Linked DNA regions of Arabidopsis thaliana: region 2 is linked to region 1. The links are chromatin contacts, called in public capture Hi-C maps. All regions are on one chromosome and are shown on one strand. Each heading gives the region's core, a stretch centred on a gene start, on an enhancer-like site or on the middle of the called end of the contact. The rest is flanking DNA. Distances are from core to core; before and after follow the strand shown.

Region 1 (3,790 bases), core at 437-2,936:
TCAATTCGATTTAAGAAAGGAGAAAAGAGATTAAGAGTATATAAACATGATTTTTTCAGACTTCTAAAAACTGAAACTTGAGATGATTTCATTTAGTTTAATTATTTTTGTTTGGGTTCATATAAAGTATCATCCTTAGGGTTTAATTTTTTTAAATCAATAGATGTTTGTAATTAGAATGGATTGAGATAAAAAAAAGTTAATTTTTCTGGAAATTTTTTATTGAATTGGGGAGAAGAGAAGAAGCAACGAAGAAGATGATGAAGGAAAAAGGTCTGTTAAATAAGAATAAAGTGGATATTTCCCAGTTCTCATATGTTAGTTTCTTAATTTCTAGAATTATAGTGCTATTTTCTTAATTTAGTGTTGAAAACTAGTTAGTTTTCCAATTCACCCATAAAAGTATTTTCAGAAAAAAAATATAGAAAAAAAGAAAAAAAGTATTAGTGTACTTGGAACCTAATATTATTCATTATCAATCATGGAATTTTTACTTTACACCGAAGTCGAAACTCTACTCTGGACGATAAAGTGTATGATTGGTGCCGACAACCAAGATGTAGCCTTTTTTATATACTGTTCAGACCTGGTGAAGATAGTTTTTTCCTCAACCGAATAGTCGGCGTTTTCAGCATATTTGGAGGATTTTCAGAGCGACAAGGAAGAATTCACAAGCTTCTCTTTATCTTTAATTTTTTGTAATGCAAATGTTAAAACGGACAATTTGGCACGAAAATTTGTACTAAATCGTTTTATGTCACTTATGTAAACAATATTCCGCAAGATTGATTCTTTTGAGCTCAAAACAAAACCGATGACAAAAAAAAAAAAAATCATGGAATTTCTAAGAACCGTAGACACTTACTTGGTCACCGTTGCCAACTACGACGAAATATTTATAACATTTCTAATATGCTACTTGACAAAACAAAAAAGGCTACTTGAAAATCGCTAATTTTTGTTTTTCTTCCTCACTAGTCAATATCACTTATGAAAAGTTATTTGTAAATTTGCAATTACTTTCCAAAGTAAGGTTTTGTGAGTAAAATGTATGTTTTGATAGGAATAAACATTCTCAATTTACTAAGCAGTTATGTATACTATAGTTGTTTTAAACGCACAAATGAAAACTTGTCAAATGGGATTGATAACAAACATATCATACTACTTTCTTTCTATCTTTTGTCAATATCGTATTACTTTATGTTAAATATATAGTAAAACTTCTCGATAAATTAATAACTATATAAATTAATAAATTCTTCCGTTCCGAGTTGAGATCAATGTAAAAATTGATACAAATCAATATATTAATAAGATAATAATTTTTTTGAAAATCTTATATAAATATATGGTCTCATTTACCTTTTAGATTAAATTTTTGTAAAAAGTTACAAAATTTGTAAAATCTCTCTATAATTTAAATTTATTAATTAATCGATAAATTAATACCTTTTTAAATTAATAAATTTTCTCGGTTTCAGTATTATTAATTTATAGAGGTTTTACCGTATTTCAATTATATCCTAACTATACAACGAAAACACATAAAATAATAAAATTTGAACATGAACATCTCTGTATACATATATGGACATGAGAACCTACGCGTATGTCCGAGTACTTTCCTAGTAGTAACAAAATCTGACCAATACACCATTTTGTCAAGTCAAGTAGTGTGTACTCGTTGTCTCAAGTCACCTTATAATATACAAAAGCTCTATAGTAATTGATTATCCTCGTAACAATAACGTATGATCAAAAAGATATGGGGAAATACTCTGTTTTGATGATCTTTATCGCTTCTTCTCTTCTTATTGTCCTTCAAAACGTGGAAATCGTTAACGCCGTCGGATGTACCGGAAGCTTCTTCAACGGTAATAGCAGCTACGCTCAGAATCGCCGCGATCTCTTCTCTACTCTTCCTAATAAAGTCGTCACCAACGGTGGATTCTACAACTCTTCACTCGGCAAAAGTCCCAACATAGTTCATGCTGTTGCTCTCTGCGGAAGAGGATACGAGCAACAAGCTTGTATCAGGTGTGTCGACAGTGCGATACAGGGTATACTAACGACAACGAGTTGTCTAAACCGCGTGGATTCATTCACGTGGGACAAAGACGAGGAAGACAATGTTTCTTGTCTTGTAAGTACCTCAAACCACTCAACTTTTGGGAACCTCGAGCTTAGACCTTCTGTTAGATACCAAAGTCCGAATAGTATCGAGCCATCGAAAAACATGACTCTTTTCGAACAAGAATGGAATGCAATGGCTAATCGGACCGTCGAGTCTGCCACAGAAGCTGAAACTTCCTCGGTACTTAAGTACTATAGTGCCGAAAAAGCCGAGTTCACAGAGTTTCCAAATGTTTACATGCTGATGCAATGCACACCCGACATAACTTCCCAAGATTGCAAAACATGTCTGGGAGAATGCGTGACGCTTTTCAAAGAACAGGTTTGGGGAAGACAAGGAGGCGAGGTTTATCGTCCGAGCTGTTTTTTCAGGTGGGATCTATATGCTTTCCATGGTGCTTTTGATAATGTAACAAGAGTTCCTGCGCCTCCTCGACCTCAAGCTCAGGGAAACGAGAGCTCTATAACAAAAAAGAAAGGTAAAACATTGATTTGAGTCTTATTTAAGTTTGTTAGTATGATAAAGATGTTCTTAGGCTAAAAGGGGTTTGATGATTTTTAGGAAGAAGCATTGGATATGGTGGAATTATTGCAATAGTTGTGGTTCTTACTTTCATTAATATTTTGGTGTTTATTGGCTATATCAAAGTCTATGGACGTAGGAAAGAATCATACAACAAAATCAATGGTAAGTGTACATTATTTCTTGCTTCAATCAACCACATGATGTAGAGAGTAAGTCTTATATCTTCTTGTTTTTTCTTTTAGTTGGAAGTGCAGAGTACTCTGATTCTGATGGTCAATTCATGTTACGGTTTGATCTTGGTATGGTCTTAGCGGCTACCGATGAATTCTCATCGGAAAATACGCTTGGCCAAGGTGGATTTGGTACGGTCTATAAGGTAGTACTAACATTTGTTTTACTAATTATGAGTTCTTGATTGATCTTGATCTTTGGTGAATAACAAATCTTGTGGACCGGTTTCAGGGGACATTACTAAACGGGCAAGAGGTAGCGGTGAAGAGGTTAACAAAAGGTTCAGGACAAGGAGATATAGAGTTCAAGAATGAGGTTTCGCTATTGACAAGACTCCAGCATAGGAATCTAGTTAAGCTTCTTGGATTTTGTAATGAAGGAGATGAACAGATTCTTGTTTACGAGTTCGTTCCCAATTCAAGTCTTGATCACTTTATCTTCGGTGAGACTTCGAAAGACAGCTGCCAATTTGGATGGTTTTAGAACTTTTAGCAAACTAAATGTTTCTTTGAACTTTGCAGATGATGAGAAGCGTTCACTTCTTACATGGGAGATGAGATACAGAATTATAGAAGGCATTGCTCGAGGTCTTCTTTATCTTCATGAAGACTCGCAGCTAAAGATTATTCACCGAGACTTGAAGGCAAGCAACATACTTTTAGACGCAGAGATGAACCCTAAAGTTGCAGATTTCGGGACAGCGAGGTTGTTCGACTCCGATGAGACTCGAGCTGAAACAAAAAGAATAGCTGGAACCCGGTAAGAAATATATCAAGGTATATTTAAATGCTCTGTTTTGAAAACAGAGTCCATGAATTAATGTTATTGGTTTGCATATATGCAGTGGATATATGGCTCCTGAATACTTGAATCATGGACAAATCTCAGCTAAATCTG
Region 2 (3,908 bases), core at 187-2,686, 120 kb after region 1:
TTTAGAATCTCAAAAAGATAGAACAGTCATAAACGAACTTACCAAGAACCTCTGCAGCAGAGATTCGTTCCTTGGGGTTTCTGTTAAGCATCCTATTGACAAGATGTTTTGCCTTCACATCTATAAACTTCCATGATTCGCTGTCAACGTCGATTTTGGCACTCTTTATCTCAGAGAACATCTGTGCCTCAGGTTCTACAATATACATACAATAGATACGTATATATAACAAAGCAAACCCCAAGAAGAAGAACATTTATGTTAGCTTTTTAAGTTTGAACCTGTCACAAAGGGAGGTTTGCCGCAGAGTAGGATGTACAATATAATCCCTGCACTCCAAATGTCCGCTTCTTTACCGTATTTTCCCTGTAACACTTCAGGAGCAATGTAGTAAGCACTCCCAGCGAATTTCCGGTGTACTTCTCCTGTTTTTGTTGGTTTAGACAAAAAATACATCAAAACCTGATTCTTGTATGAGTCACCAAATCCAACTCTATACGCATTTGAACCAAAGTAACCAAATTTTCTCAAACTAAAGAGACTTGTGCAAGACCAATCTTATACATACAAAACATTTCTTATATACTCCTAAGATGGATTCTATTAAAGATCAACCTCTAAACTCATTTTTGAGTCGCAATCTCTAGGCACAGGAACCAAAAGTCACCAAATTTAAAACACAAGACACAAACCAACATACTCCAGTACCAAAACCAATCAAAGGCAATCAAAGAAAGGAATCTCGAAGCTAACCTTCTTCAATGAAAACAGAACACCCGAAGTCGATAGCTTTGACCGTAGCATTCTTATCGGTACTGGAGAGCAAGAAATTCTCAGGCTTTAGATCACGAAGCATCACACCCATGTAATGACAATTCTTGACAACATTCACAATCGGCCTAATGATTTCAACAGCTTCTTTCTCGGAGTAAGACTTTCCATCTTTGGACAAAGCTTCGATCTTTTTGAATAACTCTCCACCACCACAATATTCCATAACAATATGTACAGAATCTCTGTCCTCGTAAGCTTTCTTGAACTCAACAATGTTCGGTTCTCCAGACAAATGCTTCATGATACGAATCTCTCTCTTCACGGCTTCTTCATCTTCTCTACTCTTTAGATTCGTCTTGAGAATGGTCTTGCAGGCGTAAGTCTTACCTGAAGTCTTCTCAACGCATTTTCGAGTTATACCGAATTGGCCTTGACCCAATTCATCCCCGAGGATGTAAACCTTTCCGATGTCAACGAATGGTTTCTCAAGAATGGTTCTTTTTGATTGTTTTAGGTTCTTACTGCTGTAGCAACCCATTGAGAGTTTTCAGAGACTTTTCTGGTTTAAAGAAGATGAACTTCGAGGAAGTCAGATTGTCAAAATGTAAGATTTCAGAAGATGGAGGTTTATGGAGAATCATCATCTCAATTCTGAACTCGTACATTTGTGGATTTGGTCTTTAAGTCAATGTTCTTTAAAATATTTAAATTCACATAGTTGGTCAAAAGCAAACACTCTGGTGCAGCTAGAGGGTTTACAATGATTTGGTCTTTAAGTCAATGGTCTTTAGAATATTTAAATTCATATTATCAGTCCTAGGCGTTCGGTTATCCATTCGGTTATCGTTTTTTTCGGTTCTAAAGTTTAGAATCCATTCGGTTATTTTGAAAGTTAGGTTTCGGTTTCGGTTCTTTTGCTCTTAAAAAATAGTATCCATTCGGTTATTTTACTTTGAATATTGTCGGATAATTCAGTTATTTTCGGATAATAGGATAATTTTTGGTTATTTTCGAATATTTTTACTATTTTATATATATTCTCAAGTATTTTTATTTATTTAGTTTAGAAATAACTAATACTTTTGAAATTTATTTATATTTCGGATATTTTCGGTTATCCAAAATATTTCGGTTTATATCCATTCGGTTTCGGATATTTCGGTCCGGTACATTCGGTTCGGTCAAAAGAAAAACTCTGTTTCAGCTAGAAAGGTTTGCAATGATCAAGAAATTTACAAGAGAAAAGGCCTCTGTTTTCTCCGGTTTAGCTTTGAATCTTTGGGTTTACCAAAACCGGAAAACCACTATTTAGTGAAACAATTACAGAGCTTAATGATCAATGGATACGAAGAAGTTTCCCTTGTGGCTGCAAACCGTTGTTGTCTTTATCAACAATGCTTTCTGAAAATGTTCATCTCGTTCCAATCTGTGTCTATGCATCGTCGCTAATGGAAGATGAGAGCCATTGACACTCGCTGTAGCAGAGAGATGGTTTATTGAATAACAAGAAACCTTTCTCAGTTAGGTTACCTTAAACGCCAAGGCAAATTGTGAAAGAAACCCTAAAACGTAGAGCGTCCGAAATATTCTATTGAATTCTCTGAATATTTTTGATGTTTGTATTTCTCAATTCCTTAGGTCAAGTATCTATAAAACTACAACACACTTTATAAGGAATCACAAATATACCAAAAGAATGAATTCTTTTTAATTGGATTTTACAACCTTGACAAACAAAAAATGTGGATTAAACAGATCAAACTAAACCATACAAATATGTATTATTCAATACCTTAAAGCATGCAAATATGTATTATTCAATTGATGATCGGAAGAAGTTCCCCTTCTGGCTGCAAGCTGCTCTCAGTTCTCATCATTGTGCGGAATTCCTCAAAGTTTATTTTTCCATCCTGTAACAGAGTTGTTCATTACTTAACAGTGTTTCGAAAAAAACCGGTCTGATGTTTCATGTTTGATGTATTGACCAACTTACATTATCGGTATCAGCATCGGCTATGATTTGTTTGATGCTACCTTCATCTCCCGCACCATCCTCCTTCATCGCCATCTCCAACTCTTCCTTCGTTATGTGCCTATTGTATTGTCAAGCATTTCACATTTTAGTTCAAAAACATTATTCGACTAATAAGCAAAAAGTGGAAGAAACATACCCGTCGTTGTCTTTGTCAAAGTGTTGGAATGCTTTGTACACATGTTCATCTCTATCCAATTTGTATCTATGCATCGTTGCAGAAATAAACTCGTCTATGTCGATTGTTCCATTACCATCCATATCAGCCTGAGAAGTTAATCATTATGTGTTACAAAGTTATATTTTTTCTTTAAAGACAAGTCCGATGCAATAAGTAATCAACTCACAGCTTCCATGAGTTGCTCCACTTCGGTTTTAGAGAGGTTAGATCCAAGTCTAGTAAGACCTGTTTTGAGTTCTTCAAGAGTAATATTTCCACTTTTGTCAGTATCTATGTTGGTGAACAGTGTCTTAAGACCTTTGATTTCCTCTTCTGATAGATTTGCTGCAATAAACTGCAAATCAGACACACACATCATAAATCGATGCTTCATAGACAAAGATAGGAAGATGGATCATTTCCCAGGGTATGATATGTTTCCAGTGACTAGGAAAATCACATATTAGTAAGCTGTTTAAGATAATACTTAGGAGGTAGTAGCAAGAATAGGGAATGGTTCACTCTTTACCTTTAGAACTACCTTCTTAAACTTGTTCGCATCTCGAAATCTCTTCAAACGGGATAAAACAACGCCATCAATAGGCTTATCCGAAGCTTCTCCTTCTTTCATCCAAGGATGTCCTATATACAACAAGGAGCATTACAGACAAAACAAGAACAAGATTTCAATATTCACATAGTCTAAACAATGGAATTTCTTTTGAGGAAACAAGCCCTCCACAAACATAGTGAGCACAATTCTGGATCCTTGAAGCTTCTTTTGGATCCAGATATATATATTTGTGTTGGCTCTAGAACAATCTTGAAAAGAGAAAGAAAGGAACTTACCAAGAACCTCTGCAGCAGAGATTCGTTCCTTGGGGTTTCTATCAAGCATCCTCTTGACAAGATGTATTGCCCTTGAATCTCTAAGAGGCCATG

The links. Capture Hi-C pulls out chosen DNA fragments and counts their contacts.
Region 2: a capture Hi-C map of shoot shows a contact between it and region 1, with 5 times the contacts expected there. The contact joins the promoter of CPK31 here to the promoter of CRK39 in region 1. A contact is called at or near these places in 2 of 26 Hi-C or Micro-C datasets (leaf and rosette leaf) and 1 of 3 other capture datasets (shoot).

The regions. Positions count from the first base shown.
Region 1 is chr4:2,257,812-2,261,601 of TAIR10.1, forward strand. It overlaps CRK39 (cysteine-rich RLK (RECEPTOR-like protein kinase) 39), which reads left to right and starts at 1,687. Exons shown (of 7, transcript NM_116692.2): 1 at 1,687-2,615; 2 at 2,699-2,824; 3 at 2,905-3,038; 4 at 3,125-3,335; 5 at 3,415-3,652; 6 at 3,738-3,790. The coding sequence starts at 1,769.
Region 2 is chr4:2,382,685-2,386,592 of TAIR10.1, forward strand. CPK31 (calcium-dependent protein kinase 31) reads right to left here and starts at 1,437. Exons shown (of 8, transcript NM_148230.3): 1 at 754-1,437; 2 at 282-425; 3 at 43-195. The coding sequence starts at 1,312. It overlaps CPK27 (calcium-dependent protein kinase 27), which reads right to left. Exons shown (of 8, transcript NM_116708.3): 3 at 3,816-3,908; 4 at 3,496-3,608; 5 at 3,154-3,321; 6 at 2,946-3,073; 7 at 2,768-2,867; 8 at 2,354-2,684. The coding sequence ends at 2,592.